2 separate regions of the Bombyx mori genome follow, and region 1 is linked to region 2. A link is a contact called in public Hi-C data. All regions are on one chromosome and are shown on one strand. The core of a region is the stretch at or near the end of the contact, and the rest is flanking DNA. Distances in the headings are between cores, read along the strand shown.

The links. Hi-C and Micro-C count contacts between places; a contact is called where the count stands out from the background.
Region 1: a Hi-C map of posterior silk gland shows a contact between it and region 2, with 3 times the contacts expected there. The contact joins two enhancer-like sites. A contact is called at or near these places in 2 of 7 Hi-C or Micro-C datasets (posterior silk gland and whole pupa).

The regions. Positions count from the first base shown.
Region 1 is chr5:6,170,932-6,175,095 of ASM3026992v2, forward strand. All of the region lies in intron 1 of LOC134198896 (a long non-coding RNA gene), which reads right to left. Among protein-coding and RNA genes, the nearest start is that of LOC134198896, 7.5 kb to the right of the region's middle. Within about 2 kb of position 2,165, at least 8 of the 8 cell types and tissues checked have open chromatin away from gene starts, as enhancers often do.
Region 2 is chr5:6,032,520-6,036,611 of ASM3026992v2, forward strand. LOC101737747 reads left to right here. Exons shown (of 5, transcript XM_062668486.1): 3 at 1-262; 4 at 2,997-3,197; 5 at 3,281-4,092. Among protein-coding and RNA genes, the nearest start is that of LOC101737747, 5.3 kb to the left of the region's middle. Within about 2 kb of position 1,607, at least 4 of the 8 cell types and tissues checked have open chromatin away from gene starts, as enhancers often do.

The DNA.
Region 1 (4,164 bases), core at 915-3,414, 140 kb after region 2:
CGTGACACAAAATTAACAGAATGAAGTTGCCCACTAAATCGCTCATTACAATACGACGGACTTAACTTGGCGAGTCTGAATATAGCCGCAGGTGAACTTTCGCGCATGTACACTCGTAAAAAAAAGTGTTATTAGCATTCATTTTTTAATAATATAAATGACAAAATTATTATTTAATATAATTCATACTAAATATTATTAAATTATTAACGTTAAATATTTATTGTTAATCATTAAAAAAAAAAAATTAATAAAGATAAAGTATAACTTCTTACGCGCGTACATAAGTACACGCACCCTTTTTTTCTCATCTATTTATTCACGTTTTAAATAAATAAATGTTTCACATCTAACAAACAGGTCAGCATTTTGTCATAAAAAGAACAAGCCTAACTAGAGTCCCTGTGGTAAGAAAAGATGAGGTCCTCGCGAAACTTTTCGTCTTGCCCGGGCTGTGTATCTCTCATAATACTATGTTAATGTATAGATAATACATGTTTCAAATAATACTACGTTTGCACGCTAGCCTTGGTAAACGTCCACAAAAACAAGCGTGTGAACGGGGTTTATGGCTGAGCTAGTCGCCAATTCGGGCAAAGGTTTTTTAACACAAATCAAAGGAAGCTTGCGGCAAGCGCTTGTGTCGTACATTACACGTTGGCGCGTTTTTAATATCAGTATCTATGGATTTGTAATCCACCATCTTCTTTGGCAAAATTTTCGCTTCCTTTGTACTGTATGTATTTATTGAAGAAAATATGTCAAGCTAAACGCAATAGCCGACACAACTTCGATCGACTTCGACGTCCACGTCTGCCATGCTTGCCGGCACAGCTTGCCTGTCCGGACCACACTAACGACCCGGAAGCGTGTAAATGACATCCAAGCGGTTGTAAAGTCTTGGAGATTATGGACGTTTGCCAAGCCTCGGCAAGCGTGTAAACGAAGCATAAGATTTGCTTTATACGATTTTCTTGAAATCGCCTTTTTTTCTACCTATTCTAGTAGCCTCGAGGGGTTATTCTAGATTCGCCTAAATAGTAGGTGAGCTCACGGGGCTCAAACCTGACGATGTTGCTAACACGGACCCTAGCAAGAGCCGTGCTTCGCAGAATCTACCACCGAATCGGAAACGCGACCCACTGAAAAGACCCGCCGAGAAACTCAGTGGGCAGAAATCGCCATTAGCCAAATCGTTGTAATCTGCAAAATATATACGCCACTAAACTTAACCAAACTGTAACCCACATAATATTCACTAACATATCAAAAGGAACTTAAGCTAAATCTAAAATGGGCATAAAATTTTGTGGTTTACTTTATTTTTACTTATTCGATTGAATATTCTATAACTATTACTCAAAATAATTATAAGAATATTTTATAAATGGCATTAAATAGTATAGTATGCTTTATTTGTGAATAAGTCAAAAATAATCAATTAGATTTGATTATGCATTTAGACTTCTTATAATAAAATTAGCACAATATATGCAATGGGCAATAAAAAAAATACTAAAAAATATACTATACCTATAACATTAATACTTCATTTGGTCCATCGTTAAAATATATAGATGTATATATATCTATATTAAAAACATATTATCAAATAGGCAATTTCTATGCATATTATTATCAGCTTTAAATTGTGATTATAAGTTTTGAGTGCCATCTGCTGGAACATTTAGTTAAAAAATAAGCTACCGCCACCTTTTGGCAATATAGTGTACTACTTCATTTTTAGTACTAAAACTTTTCATCAAGTAATAGAAACTAGATGGCAGCATAGTTTATTTTAGAAAGCATTTGTAACCAATAATAAAATTTCTTACCTAATTTAAATTTTATTGAACATTATTTTTATTTTACTTATATGTCCTTTTAACATATAATGAAACCTAAGAATCCCACGTACCTTTGGGTACGATACGATGTGTGCTTCCAAATGTTTAATATTAAGAGTATAATCTAGAGTAACAAATTAGGTACGTATTAATTCGACCTAATAGTTCGTAATTCCTAAACCTACATACTACATATGACCAATATCCAAAATACTATGAATATGCAATAGTTTATAGCTAAAATTAAATGTAAAATGTAAAGGCAGGATATTATTACTTGTGGTTTTTGGTAGCACTCCTCAGTTTACTGCTGGAGTCACGTATTTACAACTCACTTCGCTTCGGCTATGCGATTCGGAATTTGTGATTTTGTTACCCAATGTAAACTTTAAACATTGTGCATAATAAACATTTTATGCATACAAAAATAATAGATACCTATATATTTATATGTATTTTTAATTTGTCGGAAGCATCGCTGATGTGGGTTGCTGCACCAGGTATAAAACCGCTGACGTATTGATAATAATAGTTCTATCTCGTTCGTTCTTACGTCGAAACGTGTATACAGAACAGAGCGCGAAGTTGCCAGGGCTACGTAACTGAGCAAACAAGGCTCGCCTTCCTAGTCAGCGAGAGACCCGACGAACGAACGACCGACTGGCGGCGCCATTACTCTCAAAGTATTCGTACGAACGTGACTGTGTGCCAGCTTTTCATTTGTTTTTCTTTCATCGATCGCGTTAGAACATCGCTACTACGCAGTGCAAGGTAAGCGAATTAGTTTAGTTTTTCGGAAGCAGTGATCGTGTTTAATACAGTTGCGTGGAACTATACGTTTCGTGGATATGGAAAGCTTTCTCGCTTATTTATGCAAAGAATTTACTGAGGGCAGTGTGTGCAGAGAGTACAAGCAGCCGAAAGAGGCTCGCGGGTGAGGCGCGGCGCTACCTTCGCCGCCTGCGCAAGCTCGCACCCTACAAATTATAAGTTTTAAAACTAAATTGTGTAACTATTCAACTAAATCACGTGCTTCTTTCATTTCGTGTTCAGTGCTGTGTAATATTTATATTCTTTACCCGCATTTTGTATTGTAACAAGTTTTATAAGCTTTTGTGTCACTCTGTAGGCAACAACTACATAATTTTCTTTGTGTGTTTGAAACCCGTGAGCGGTTTTACCTACTTGATTTTCGCTTGGAATCGACTTGAATAGGTTATCATTCGATTTTGAATTCCTTATCTTGGCGCTAGACTATCATCGTTAGATACATGTAATATTACTTTTCCACGTTCGCATTGAAACGAAATACCTTTTTCGGAATACCAGGAAACCCATATTAAGACCACGTTTGAGTCACGTCTGAATGCAACAGGATAATACGACAAAACACGTAACATATTAACTTATCTGCAGCAATTAGCCCTAATGGTTACCAATTATAAACAAAAATACTTGATCGGGTATCGATGAATGGCGCCAAGTCGTACTATGATAGACACGGTACCGTTATATCGCTTTTGTTATACCTATTATTATGTTACCCAACATAAACTATACAATTTCGTATTTTCATTCGCAAATAACAAAAGAGCGGAATCGATTTTAACAAATAAATGAACTCGTTCATTCAACCCTGCAAACAGAAGCTCAGTTCAATGCACAATTTGTTTATTATTTTAATTAAAAAACAACAAAAAAAAAACGTGTATCACATACATAAACTGCATCGGTTGACGCAACGAAAACGCGAAACACATCATTCACCCTTTCACTGTTTTTAAGACAACGTACAATTGCTTTTGCATAAAAACGAGGTTAGCCAATCTGATGACATACAGTCGATCGTTACAAAGTTAGAGCCACCGAAGTGTCGACCTTCATTCGGACGCGTTACGTGACGGGTCTGCTGTCTCACTCACCAGACTCGCATCACAAAAAACCCCTATGATCAACACTCGTCATTGAAAGAAGCTTACTGAGTTTCTCGCCGGATCTTCTCAGTGGGTCGCGTTTCCGATCCGGTGGTAGATTCTGGGAAACTGAGGCAAAGTGTTAACAACACTTTCGGTTTGAGCCCCGTGAGCTCACCTACACGTTAAGGTAAAGCTGAAGTAGCCTCTCAAGGCTATCGGCATAGGCAGGAAAAATAAAATATTGAAAGATTTCATGATCCGTATGTGAATCGAACCTTTTTTTTTTTTTCGATACGCGTCACGTTTCAAATGATTCATCGGAGAAGACTTTAATTTCCGTTTCGGTGTTGTATTCGATGTTGCAGCGAACAATTATATTACACGTTCAACGTTCCATATGA
Region 2 (4,092 bases), core at 357-2,856:
TGTGAATCTCAACGGAACGCCACAATCGCGGGCCGAGTCGGTCGTGATGAGAGTGCCTCTGCGTGATGAGGACCTGCCTCCGACGTACGACGAGGCTCTATTGATGCCGCGATTGAATTCGTCATTCCATTCACTGCCCGATTTTGTGGACGATGAACCTAGTCAACGTTCTCGGAGGTCAAGATCTATTGGAGACCTTACGGAGCACAGGCCAAGAGTGAGCGATCGGCGGTCTGTGAGGCGAACCGTCGAAATACATATAACCTGATGTGTTATTTGTTTATCTTCATTTTCATTCGATAATTGACGGATTCGAGTATTTTCTGTCAGCGAAGAACGTAATAAAATTAATTTAAATTATAAAAACATTAGGTAAATGAATATGTATAGTGGGTATAATGTGATCGTCGAATTCTTGACATGTTCCATATGTTACAATATGTTGTAAAAGTTTTTATATGAATATTTGCTTTTGTTAGTTTTATTTTAAGTGCCTATACCTAAATGTATTTTAGCGTTATTTTAGTGTAAAAACTCTTTTGTATGTGCATTTGTTGTGTGTCGAGTGATTGTTAGAGTATTAAAGGATTTTTTATTTATTTTAAGTTTACATAAGAATGCATGCACGTTATTTATTTATATTAAATTTTAAATTAACAATTTACCATAGATTAATTTTCGTACAGCGTCAAACACATTTAATACCGCCTACGTTCTATACCCATTCCTAGCCTTTGAACTGCCACTTATAGTCTGTAAAATGTAGCTTGATACGCGGGACAGTTGGCAGTGAAATTCTAGAACTAGGTTCTGTTAGAAAAAGGCGAATATCAAAAAACGTAAAAAAATATTAAGGCAATCTCAATTATCGCTCTGCGGACTTTCCTGCATATGTATTAATTATTACGAATGCGAAAGTTTATGAGGGTGAGAAGATGTTTATTTAAATATTTTTTTCGTTCACGCAAAAACTACTGAACGGACTTTGATGAAACTTCATCGTGTTGTAGTTCCATGGAGTTAATAAGTACCTACAATAGAAGAATAGTTAGAATAGTAACTCTATGGTTAAAACATATGCCGATAGACATTAGGAATGTTCTAAATTAATCACGAAAAAGTGGGTGAGTATTTTCGAAAATGAATATAATGAAATCTGGATTATAAAACGACATCAATCACATTTATAATGTAATACATTACGTTAAATAAGTCTCAATTTAAACCTGCTGTTTATTTTTAATTAAAGTAGTTTTTCAAATGACCAGCGACATCTATTGTTAAAACGATGATATAGCTCTGACTAAACGGGCGCCGAAATAGGAAGCACATTTTTGATTGTTGTCCCTGGGCTTTGAATTATGAATAATAGATGGCGCTGTTAAATATATTTTCAAAATAATTAATACAAAAAAAACATGTTACAAATTAACGTTCCAACTGCAGTATTATGTAAACAACGTAATCGTTTTATTAAGAAGCTGTGAATCAATTTATTTAACTGATCTTCAGCTTTTATTACAACCTAATCAAACTAGTAGTCATTGTAGTCAAGATAATAATAAATGTATTATCTTTGCTCGAGACTCGACATTCGATTTGCTGACATACTGTATCATCGTTGTATCGATTACGTAAATTACTTTAAACGGAACATTCAAAAGAAAATATAATAGTACACTATTCCTTTTAAAGCCAAACGATCTATAGCTTTAAAAGAAAAAATGTCTTAAAAACACTAACAACTCGAAGTGGCATAATCTCGTAGGTGCTCGTAATTGGAAGAATAGTAATTTGTGTAATTACCTACCTGGTAACACACATTTGTTTTTATAATTTTTAACTCACTTAATTCTGAAGTTTCGATCGTGTACATCAGTCATCATTACAAAAACCAACTGACTAGTGCAATTCTGCTAAATTTATTAAATTCATTCAGTAAATAATAGACGAAAAGAGTATATTACATATTTATTCGTCGATTATACATTTTTTAAATTAGGAATTTAGTCACATTTTCAAAATTAAACCTGCTTAATCATAAATAATTCTATGAAGAATAGTCCTGCGCACCTACTGACACTACAGTAAGTATATAATTTCGCCATTCTTATCTCTTATCCATTGATAAAAAGTCACAATCTGACTCACACAATGCAGTCGCAGTCCAGCGTACGCACGTCTTAAAAGCAAAAATAACTGTGAAGAAATACTATATTACGCCCAAAGGAAAAAACGGAGGCAACAAAAACCGCCTTTATCTTAAGGATTATATGGATTACAAAACTGAAGTCACTACAATAATAAGCACTCTTAGTATGTCAAGCAACATACTTTGTTACGAAATATGAATAAAACACCCTAGAGTTGTGAAACAGCCTTAATTACGAAAAACTGGATAACTAGGTAAGTGACAGAAATACTTCTAAGAAATTATCGAAAGAACTTTATTTATTTGTACTATGTTTACTAGGCCATTATAGGTAAATGTATGAAAATTTTATTACTTACGGTGGTCATTCAAAAAATTATCTCAGTTGACGATTATTCATGATATAAGCATCTCTATCGAAACACCTCTTTAGATTAAAATCAATTTTAGCTAGAACATCCTTTATCTTGTGTTAGGAGGCTGACTAATAACTAAATCACCCAACCAGGTCGTGAGGTAATTCTATGGAATAATAAAACAGGTGCGGTGGTTTGTTACGACCCAAATTTCACATCCCACCAACCTACAGCCACTATCAAAAACTGATAACAAAGATAAAACTGTTGTATTCGTTCTGACATTTATTTAGGTTTAGCCGAAATGAATTGAATTAACAATACGTTATGTGTCGTAAACCTTTTAGGTAACACAAAACGTGTTGGGAATCCAAGACAAATTAATCGTGCAGGTGTCAAATGTATTGTTATAATTATTTTTCCTGTCGGGATTATTGTGAAATCGATTTCACCGTTACCTTAAAATATCTTATTGCAGACAGTAATGAAAGCAAGGCGTGATGTTACGACTGTCCAGCGTATGGATTATTCTGATATCATGGAATTTGTTAGCGCTTGCAAGAAGCTTGGATGACGATGACAAAACCATAGGAGATTTGTGTTTTCTATGCAGATGTAATCTAGATAAAACTGATATTGATTGTTCACGTAGAGGCCTCACGGACATCCCCAATGGATTGGGATTACAGGTAAGTTGACTTATAGAATTCTTTCATTTAACTCATTCATAAAGACATTTTTCATGCTCACTGCTACATGTTTTCTTTCACAGGTGACCAAACTGAACATTTCGAATAATGAGTTTACAAAATTTCCCGAGTCTCTGAGCAGACTCCACAACCTCGTGAATTTGGATATTAGCAGCAACCAATTGAAGGGATTGCCTGACAATGCGCTTTACAATTTAACAGCGCTCGAAGTGCTGAATTTATCAAGAAATTACTTTGATTCGTGGCTTAATTTGAATCCGAACGATGTACTGCTCCCGGCTACACACTTGAAAATTCTGGACCTGTCGTTTAACAAATTTCAGACTATGGGCAATTTGGCCAATCAAGAATTATTGATCAGCCCATCCCTGGAAACGTTAATATTAGATCATTGTGAAATAAATTCCATACATGGTAGGTCTCCATTAAGTGGTCTGATAAACATAAGAGTTCTAAAGTTGAACTTCAATCCTTTATTGAGAATACAAAATTTAATATCGTCATCCCTGAGGAGTCTTTTCGTTAGTAACTGTGAGCTGACCTCATTAAATCATAACGAGTTGATGTTCTTACCTTCGTTGACTCATTTAAAAATGTCAAATAACTATCGTCTCGAGTTAGCGTCTTCAGCGAACAATTTGTTTTCGCAATCATTGAAATATATCGATATTTCATACTGTAATATTTTGCAACCGAACCTCAAGGGGTTCCCTAGTTTGCGAAAAGCTATCCTAAATCACAATATGGTTAGGTATTTAGAAAGTAACGCTTTTGCTAACAATACAGAATTGGAATATTTGGATTTGTCCAATAACAACATTGCGTCGCTTAGATACGATACGTTTCGAGGACTGAAGATGCTGAAACACTTGGA